Regions from separate parts of the Mus musculus genome. Here regions 1 and 2 are each linked to region 3. The links are chromatin contacts, called in public HiChIP or PLAC-seq maps. All regions are on one chromosome and are shown on one strand. Each heading gives the region's core, a stretch centred on a gene start, on an enhancer-like site or on the middle of the called end of the contact. The rest is flanking DNA. Distances are from core to core; before and after follow the strand shown.

Region 1 (2,904 bases), core at 268-2,767, 660 kb after region 3:
TTGCTTTTCATATTAGGAAATATGAGAAGATATTCTTGATATTCTGTTTACAGGAAACCTGGTGGTAAACAGCACAGGTTTTGTTGTCAGAGGAGTCCTGTTTCTTGAATTCAAGCTACTGTTGGTTAGCTCTGTAGCCCTCCGCCATCTTCCTATTCTCTCTGCCTTTCACTTCTTTGTCTACTTGAGTCAATCTCTCTCCTCTTTAGAAAACCATTGTAGGGATGAAAGAGGGCCTGAATAAGAATAAGATTTCTTTCAACATACACCACATTCTACTTGATGGAATGCTAGTTAAAATTTTCTTCCTCTATTATATAAGAGTCTCAAATTGTGTCACTGTCCAGGGATTAGAAATGACAACCATAACATAGGAAGAATATCGAGGTTAAAAAAAGGACTTTATTTTCTACCCATCTTTAGTCTTGGAACCAATAACGAGAATCTCCTTGTTTCTGTTACTATAGATATATGTGCAGGACTGAATACAATGAAGTATCTAATAATCAGGATTGGATTCAAAGATAATTAACAGAAGACATTTCAAGTTTAACAGTTCTCTAGTAGAATATGCCTGATTGGCTGCACATGAGATGATCACAAATGAAAGATCAAAGGAGAGCAGATGGGAATACCACACAACAGAGAGCTCCTGAGGCAGGACAAATGCTAAGCGCTCAAGGAGTTCAAGAATTGAGACTGGGTCCCAACTCTGAGAGATTCCAGGTAACTTATCTCGACCTCAGGTCTTGATCAGATAGATAAGTATCTGCTTTACCCGTGTCCTAGGAGAGATGTGATCCAATGAAATCACATGACAATCTTATCTAGAGTTAAGAAAACATTACTTTAGGAGACACACGATGACTTCTAGCAGCAATTAGCTGACAAGTCCAATGGCAGGGACAGAGACTAGGAAGTCAACAGTATCTGAGTCTGTTGAGTGTTTATGTTCCTGGTGCTGAAAGCAGCGGGTTGGAGCTAAGCAGGCTTTGCCTAGGGGCTGGCTTTTTGCAAAGTTAAGGTTCTGGGGCCCGGAACCAGCGAGGTTGTAGCCTCCTCAGACCCGACCTTCAGTCCCCTCAAGTGAGGAGCCGGTGGGGGCATCAGTGTCTGGCTGCCATCAGCCGCGACCCCCAAGTCTCTTAGGAGCGGAGTCAGGGGTATAACAGCGGCTGCCTACCATCAGCCTCATCCTCAGTCCCTTTCAGGTGAGGCGCTGATGGCCAGCAGGGTTGGGCCACAGGGGTCCCCAACGCCCTCCCTCGAACCAGGGAACCGCTGCCTTCCTGTCGCCTTGCACGTACGCAGACGACAGAGGCTGTTACTTACAGGCCGCTCGCCGAGGCACACCTGAAGGGGAACTCGCCAAGCCTCTGGCCACCACCGCTCTCCACGCTTAAGGCACCGGACTTTCGCCTCAGCTCGGACAGCAGAGAGCTGAATCTGCTCAGGTACAAAACAGCAGGCGAGCTGCCAGCCAGCCTGACAGGGAGGACGTCCTCGGGGCGGGGCGTGGCGTCCGCGGGACACGCCCCCAGAGGCCGGCTCTGGCCTTGCTCCACCTCTTCCGGCCTGCTCTCTGTTTGCCACCACCGCCTCCTGCAGGGCCCACACGCTTCACACTTCCCTTAGGCTGCCGGTCCGCTTCCGGCCTCGCGGCGCGCACGCGCACTCATAGGAGTGTTTTGACAGCTCCGGGCCTGGAGAAGGAGCAGGTGTCGCGAGAGTGGGCAGCGCGCCGCCTAGCGAGAGCTGGAATTATGGCGAACCTGGGAAGTGAGGCTGAGCGGGAGCCCCTCTTGGGCCCGGGATCACCGGAAAGCAGGTGAGCAGGCGGGTGGGACTAGCTGGGAACAGTGAGTCCACTGTCCGGACCCGAAACCCGGCTGCACATGCGCATGCCCAGCAACGCCTTCGGAGCTGCTTAGGACAGGCTCCGGGATAATCGCGTGTACTTGGGAATAGAGGAGAATCTTGGTGCTTGGAGAACTTGTGTACCTAACAAAGCTGGGCAGGGGGATGCTTCACAAAGGTCACAGCAGTTTCACATTGTAGCCCTTGTGCTGTGTGTCTTAAGCATCTGCCTGAATCCTGTTATGGTAATTCCTTCCTCCTTGAGAATTTCTTTTTCTTCACTATTTTTCCTGTTTTGTATGAAAAAACCTAAGCTGCCTCTTTTACAGCAGACACTGCATTCTGTTGACCCTGTGTAGCTGTCCACTGTCACAAAAGCCCCAAATGGTGGTTTTAACCGACACTCAAGAGCTAAACTTGAGTTAGACTTTTCCTAACCTAATAACTTCTTCATATTTTGCAAATAAACCCACTTAAAATGACTCACACTTTGCTCAGTATCACAGGTCCAAAATAAACACACCTTTAAGCGTTTCATTAGTATTTTCATCCTTGTAATTCTCATTTTGATCCTTATTCATGAGCACTAATTTAGAAAAGTTGGGCTTGTCTTACTGTAGCAATATGTATTTTTACCTTTACGAAGCAGTAAGTATTATTTCATCGAGTCTTTTGTTTGAAGCGCAGTGTGTGTTTTATTAGGTTCATCTTTTGAGGGGGAACAGGTGGCACATGCATCATGGTTTGTACAGAGGCCAGAGGATGGATTACAATTTTATGTTTCTTGATTTTATCTTGAGGTGATTAAAATGAGTAGCAGTGTTGACATTTGTTTTAAAAGAGCTGCATCCCCCAGGCCTGTTGAGACCTTCGAAGCTGTTGGCTTCTGCCCTGCTTTTTGCTGTGCAGCCATCCTTTTGGAGTTCTTAAGCTCTGTAGTTGTCCTGCCTATTCCACGCCTAGAAGAGACCATCCCTCTTCTCCCTTTTGAAATCTGTCAGCAACCCTCATTTATGTTACCTGCAACTCCTGCCAACAACTTTTTTT
Region 2 (2,700 bases), core at 190-2,689, 710 kb after region 3:
TGTCTACTTGAGTCAATCTCTCTCCTCTTTAGAAAACCATTGTAGGGATGAAATGAGGACCCGAATAAGAATAAAATTTCTTTCAACATATACCAAATTGTACTTGATGGAATGCTAGTTAAATTTTTCTTCCTCTATTACATATGAGTCACAAATTGTGCAACTGTCCAGGGATTAGAAATGACAACCATAACACAGGAAGAATATTGAGGTTAAAAAAAAGGACTTTATTTTCTACCCATCTGTAGTCTTGGAACCAATAACGAGAATCTCCTTGTTTCTGTTACTATAGATAAATGTGCAGGACTGAATACAATGAAGTATCTAATAATCAGGATTGGATTCAAAGATAATTAACAGAAGACATTTCAAGTTTAACAGTTCTCTAGTAGGGTATGCCTGATTGGCTGCACATGAGATGATCACAAATGAAAGATCAAAGGAGAGGAGATGGGAATACCACACAACAGAGAGCTCCTGAGGCAGGACAAACGCTAAGCGTTCAAGGAGTTCAAGAATTGAGACTGGGCCCCAACTCTGAGAGATTCCGGGTAACTTATCTCGACCTCCGGTCTTGATCAGATAGATAAGTATCTGCTTTACCCGTGTCCTAGGAGAGATGTGATCCAATGAAATCACATGACAATCTTATCTATAGTTAAGAAAACATTACTTTAGGAGACACACGATGACTTCTAGCAGCAATTAGCTGACAAGTCCAATGGCAGGGACAGAGACTAGGAAGTCAACAGTATCTGAGTCTGTTGAGTGTTTATGTTCCTGGTGCTGAAAGCAGCGGGTTGGAGCTAAGCAGGCTTTGCCTAGGGGCTGGTTTTTTGCAAAGTTGAGGTTCTGGGGCCCGGAACCAGCGAGGTTGTAGCCTCCTCAGACCCGACCTTCAGTCCCCTCAAGTGAGGAGCCGGCGGGGGCATCAGTGTCTGGCTGCCATCAGCCGCGACTTCCAAGTCTCTCAGGAGCGGAGTCAGGGGTATAACAGCGGCTGCCTACCATCAGCCTCATCCTCAGTCCCTTTCAGGTGAGGCGCTGATGGCCAGCAGGGTTGGGTCACAGGGGTCCCCAACGCCCTCTGTCGGACAGGACACTGCTGCCTTCATGCCGCCTTGCACGTAAGCAGATGACAGAGGCTGTTACTTACAGGCCGCTCGCCGAGGCACACCTGAAGGGGAACTCGCCAAGCCTCTGGCCACCACCGCTCTCCACGCTTAAGGCACCGGACTTTCGCCTCAGCTCGGACAGCAGAGAGCTGAATCTGCTCAGGTACAAAACAGCAGGCGAGCTGCCAGCCAGCCTGACAGGGAGGACGTCCTCGGGGCGGGGCGTGGCGTCCGCGGGACACGCCCCCAGAGGCCGGCTCTGGCCTTGCTCCACCTCTTCCGGCCTTCTCTCTGTTTGCCACCACCGCCTCCTGCAGGGCCCACACACTTCACATTTCCCTTCGGCTGCCGGTCCGCTTCCGGCCTCACGGCGCGCAAGCGCACTCGTAGGAGTGTTTTGACAGCTCCGGGCCTGGAGAAGGAGCAGGTGTCGCGAGAGTGGGCAGCGCGCCGCCTAGCGAGAGCTGGAATTATGGCGAACCTGGGAAGTGAGGCCGAGCGGGAGCCCCTCTTGGGCCCGGGATCACCCGGAAGCAGGTGAGCAGGCGGGTGGGACTAGCTGGGAACAGTGAGTCCACTGTCCGGACCCGAAACCCGGCTGCACATGCGCATGCCCAGCAACGCCTTCGGAGCCGCTTAGGACAGGCTCCGGGATAATGGCGTGTACTTGGGAATAGAGGAGAATCTTGGTGCTTGGAGAACTTGTGTACCTAGAAAGCTGGGCAGGGGGATGCTTCACAAAGGTCACAGCAGTTTCACATTGTAGCCCTTGTGCTGTGTGTCTTAAGCATCTGCCTGAATCCTGTTATGGTAATTCCTTCTTGCTTGAGAGCTTCTTTTTCTTCACTATTTTTCCTTTGTTTTGTATGAAGAAACCTAAGCTGCCTCCTTTACAGCAGACACTGCATTCTGTTGACCCTGTGTAGCTGTCCACTGTCACAAAAGCCCCAAATGGTGGTTTTAACCGACACTCAAGAGCTAAACTTGAGTTAGACTTTTCCTAACCTGCCTAATAACGTCTTCATATTTTGCAAATAAACCCACTTAAAATGACTCACATTTGCTCAGTATCACATGTCCAAAATAAAGACACCTTTAAGCGTTTCATTAGTATTTTCATCCTTGTAATTCTCATTTTGATCCTAATTTATGAGCACTAATTTAGAAAAGTTGGGCTTGTCTTACTGTAGCAATATGTATTCTTACTTTTACGAAGCAATAAGTATTATTTCATCGAGTCTTTTATTTGAAGCGCAGTGTGTGTTTTATTAGGTTCATTTTTTGAGGGGGAACGGGTGGCACATGCATCATGCTTTGTACAGAGGCCAGAGGATGGATTACAATTTTATGTTTCTTGATTTTTATCTTGAGGTGATTAAAATAAGTAGCAGTGTTGACATTTGTTTTAAAAGAGCTGCATCCCCCAGGCCTGTTGAGACCTTCGAAGCTGTTGGCTTCTGCCCTGCTTTTTGCTGTGCCGCAATCCTTTTGGAGTTCTTACAGCTCTATAGTTGCCCTGCGTATTCCACGCCTAGAAGAGGCCATCCCTCTTCTCCCTTTTGAAATCTGTCAGCAACCCTCATTT
Region 3 (2,836 bases), core at 211-2,710:
CAGACCAGGATTCCAAGGGGCCTGCTGGGGTCCATTTTAGTAGTCACCCCTAAGAGCTCTCTTAGGCCGTTACCAGAGAGCTCCACTTTCTCCTTTTCTTCCACATTATACTTCAATGGTATGAGCCTACTTCCTTAGCAAATGAGAAAAACAATACAGATTTTCTTTCTCCTGAAGAAGAACTAACTAGGAGTTAGGAGATAAAAGCTTTGAGGATAGCTAGGTCCACCACTTACTTGAATGTTTGTGAAGCGAAGGATCCCAAGTCTTGGTATGACGGCCACACAATTCACTCACTTTTTTCTGGGGTGGTGTGTGTGTGTGTGTGTGTGTGTGTGTGTGTGTGTGTGTGTGTTTAAGAGAGAGGCGGGAGGTGAAGGGGGAGGGGAAAGTGAGGGAGAGAGAGAGGGAGGAGGAAGAGGGAGGGAGGGGGGAGGGAGGGGGGAGGGGAGGGGGAGCGAGGGAGGGGGGAGGGGAGGGGGAGCGAGGGAGGGGGGAGCGAGGGAGGGGGGCAGGGGAGCTCCATCACGCACGTGCTTGCCTTCCTGAGCCATCTTGAGGGAAGACGCCCAGAACTTCCAGAATTCAAATTCTTTCCCGTGTTTGAAAGATACTGACTTCTAAGCTAAGGACAAGTGAGATGGATAAACCAGGCTCTTTACAGGCCTCCATTCTTCTGCAGAAAGGTCCCCACATGACTCCAACCTAGACCTCTAGACATCCAAGATACACAGAAAATACACAGGACGGGAGAGGAAGGGTATTGGATCAAGAGCTGGGCTTCAGGTCCTAGGTTCGAAGTTACCGCAGAGATTAACAGGTTGTGGGAAGCGGAGGAATGAAATAATTTGAAAGAATTAAGAATCCAGGGCTAGATTCAGCAGAATGAGCCGCTAAGCGTTATGGCTTTCCTGACGGAGTCTTTTGGGGTAGTTCCAAGATGGCTGAATCTGGAGTGGAAGCAGAGCTAGAGAAGCATGGGACAGGGGTGTAGCCCACTTGGTAGGGTGCTTGCCTAACAGGCCCCAAAGCCATCGCATGGCGCAGACCAGTCCCGCAGACCAGTCCCGTAAACTCACGCCTGCAATCCCAGTGCTCAGGGCCACCGAAGCTCCAATCCATCCCAACGTCAATGCTTTTTCCCTCCAGCTTGGACTACCAAAGATCTGGTCTCAAAATGGTGGGCGCCAAGGGAAAGGAAGGCAAAAAAAGGGCGGGAAGGAAAGCCCAGACCAGGGCGGACCGGCTTGAGATTTACGCTCACTGGTTCCAGGATATTATCCCCCCTACCTCAACTAATCCTGGAAGCCTCTGCCCTTCCCTCACCAGTGTCCCCCTTCTCCCCGAGACCTATCTCCAAGGTGGACCACCTACCTCAGCACTTTGAGTAGAGCCCCGAGTTTCCTCAGAGGTAGCAGGCGAGCGGACAAGGATGTCTTCTGCCTTCTAGAACCCAAAGAGCAGGTGATCTTCCGGGCAGGCTCTTTAGTCTGGTCTTGGGCATCACGTCACGGTGGGAGGAGCCGACCTTTCCACACGCCACAGCACCCACCCGCCCACCCCCAGGCTCTGACGCCCCTCCCAGCCTGCCTTTACCCCCGCCCGGCTGGCGCCTGGCCTGGCTGGCTGGCCACCGACTGCTTCCGGATACTTTTGAACACGACGACGTGGAGCAGAACGGCTCCAGAAGTTCTCCTCTCTCCATTTTGCGTACACCCACACTTTTTGAAAGACCAGTGGGTCACCCGCAGACAGATAATAAGACTGAGCTCACTTAGGGTTACTACTGCTGCGACAAAACTCCATGAACCCCCCCCCCTCCGCGCGCGCGCGCGCCCAAAAATAAAAATAAATAAAAAACAAGTTGGTGAGGACAGGATTTATTTGGTTTACAAGACCAAAATACTGTTTGTCCATCAAAGGAAGTCAGGACAAGAACTCAAACAGGGCAGGAGCAGAAGCAGAGGCCATGGAGAGAAGAAGTACTACGTAGTAGCGACTTGCTCGCTCAGCCTTCCACCCGCAAGTAGGCTGGGCCCGCCCCCATGGACCACTAACTGAGAAAATGCCTGTCTTGAAAAACCAAAAAAAAATGAAAAGAAAAGAAGGAGAAAGAGAAAGGAAAACGCCTTATAGCTGGATTTCAGGGCTACATTTCCTCAACGGATGCTCCTTCTTCTGTGATCATTCTAGCATGTGTTAGAAGTTGGCACACATTGTCCCAGCCAATACAACATTCTTCTAGGTAAAGGCTGGGACAGCCTCTTATCCTTAGATTGTTGGATCTCACCAAATTTGATACTGTTGTTCAGTCATACTCGTGCCTATCTTTTTAGATTTAATTTTGCTGTCTATGCTATGTAGTTCTTAAAAAAATAATTTTTATTATTATTTATTCTTTTTCCAGACAGAGTGCGCATGTGCCACAGCAGGCACGTGGCGGTCAGAGGACAATGTGCTGAAGTTGGTTCTTTCCTTTATCACGCGGGGCCTGACTTGGCAGAAAGTGCTTTTATCTGCTGAAGCATCTCCCTGGTTCGTTCCCCCCTTTCTTGAAATGTAGTCACCTGACTTCCACAACACGGACATTCTTCTGTTTCCTTCCCTACCTCTCCCTGCTGATTGTTTGCCCAAGCCTCACACATGACCAGTGTGGCATTTGGGAAAGAATCTAAAGAAGGAGTGAGTAATTTTAGTTGAGAAATTTTATAAGAAAAAAAGAATGTTTGGCTCACATGATTGATAATGGACACAAGAAAGATAAGGAAAGAAAACATCTGGTTGAAGATTATTAAGCTAGTCCGTCAGCCGGGCAGGTAACCCTGGCTTCCCAGAA

What was found. HiChIP or PLAC-seq counts read pairs in DNA pulled down with a chosen protein or histone mark.
Region 1: an H3K4me3 HiChIP or PLAC-seq map of embryonic stem cells shows a contact between it and region 3, with 8 times the contacts expected there. The contact joins the promoter of Abhd18 here to the promoter of Jade1 in region 3. A contact is called at or near these places in 2 of 39 promoter capture datasets (cranial neural crest and frontonasal cranial neural crest), 7 of 115 datasets of contacts at active chromatin or transcription factors (astrocytes, embryonic stem cells, epiblast stem cells and 3 more) and 1 of 9 other capture datasets (adipose tissue).
Region 2: an H3K4me3 HiChIP or PLAC-seq map of stem cell-derived neural progenitor cells shows a contact between it and region 3, with 4 times the contacts expected there. The contact joins the promoter of Mfsd8 here to the promoter of Jade1 in region 3. A contact is called at or near these places in 1 of 39 promoter capture datasets (erythroid cells), 4 of 115 datasets of contacts at active chromatin or transcription factors (astrocytes, pancreatic cancer cells, pro-B cells and 1 more) and 1 of 9 other capture datasets (liver).

Annotation. Positions count from the first base shown.
Region 1 is chr3:40,892,872-40,895,775 of GRCm38.p6, reverse strand. Abhd18 (abhydrolase domain containing 18) reads right to left here and starts at 1,517. Exons shown (of 13, transcript NM_026622.4): 1 at 1,333-1,517. It overlaps 6430590A07Rik (RIKEN cDNA 6430590A07 gene), which reads left to right and starts at 1,672. Exons shown (of 3, transcript NR_166482.1): 1 at 1,672-1,828.
Region 2 is chr3:40,845,593-40,848,292 of GRCm38.p6, reverse strand. Mfsd8 (major facilitator superfamily domain containing 8) reads left to right here and starts at 1,439. Exons shown (of 12, transcript NM_028140.5): 1 at 1,439-1,652. The coding sequence starts at 1,588. It also overlaps the pseudogene Gm2011.
Region 3 is chr3:41,554,358-41,557,193 of GRCm38.p6, reverse strand. It overlaps Jade1 (jade family PHD finger 1), which reads right to left and starts at 1,460. Exons shown (of 11, transcript NM_001130184.1): 1 at 1,375-1,460.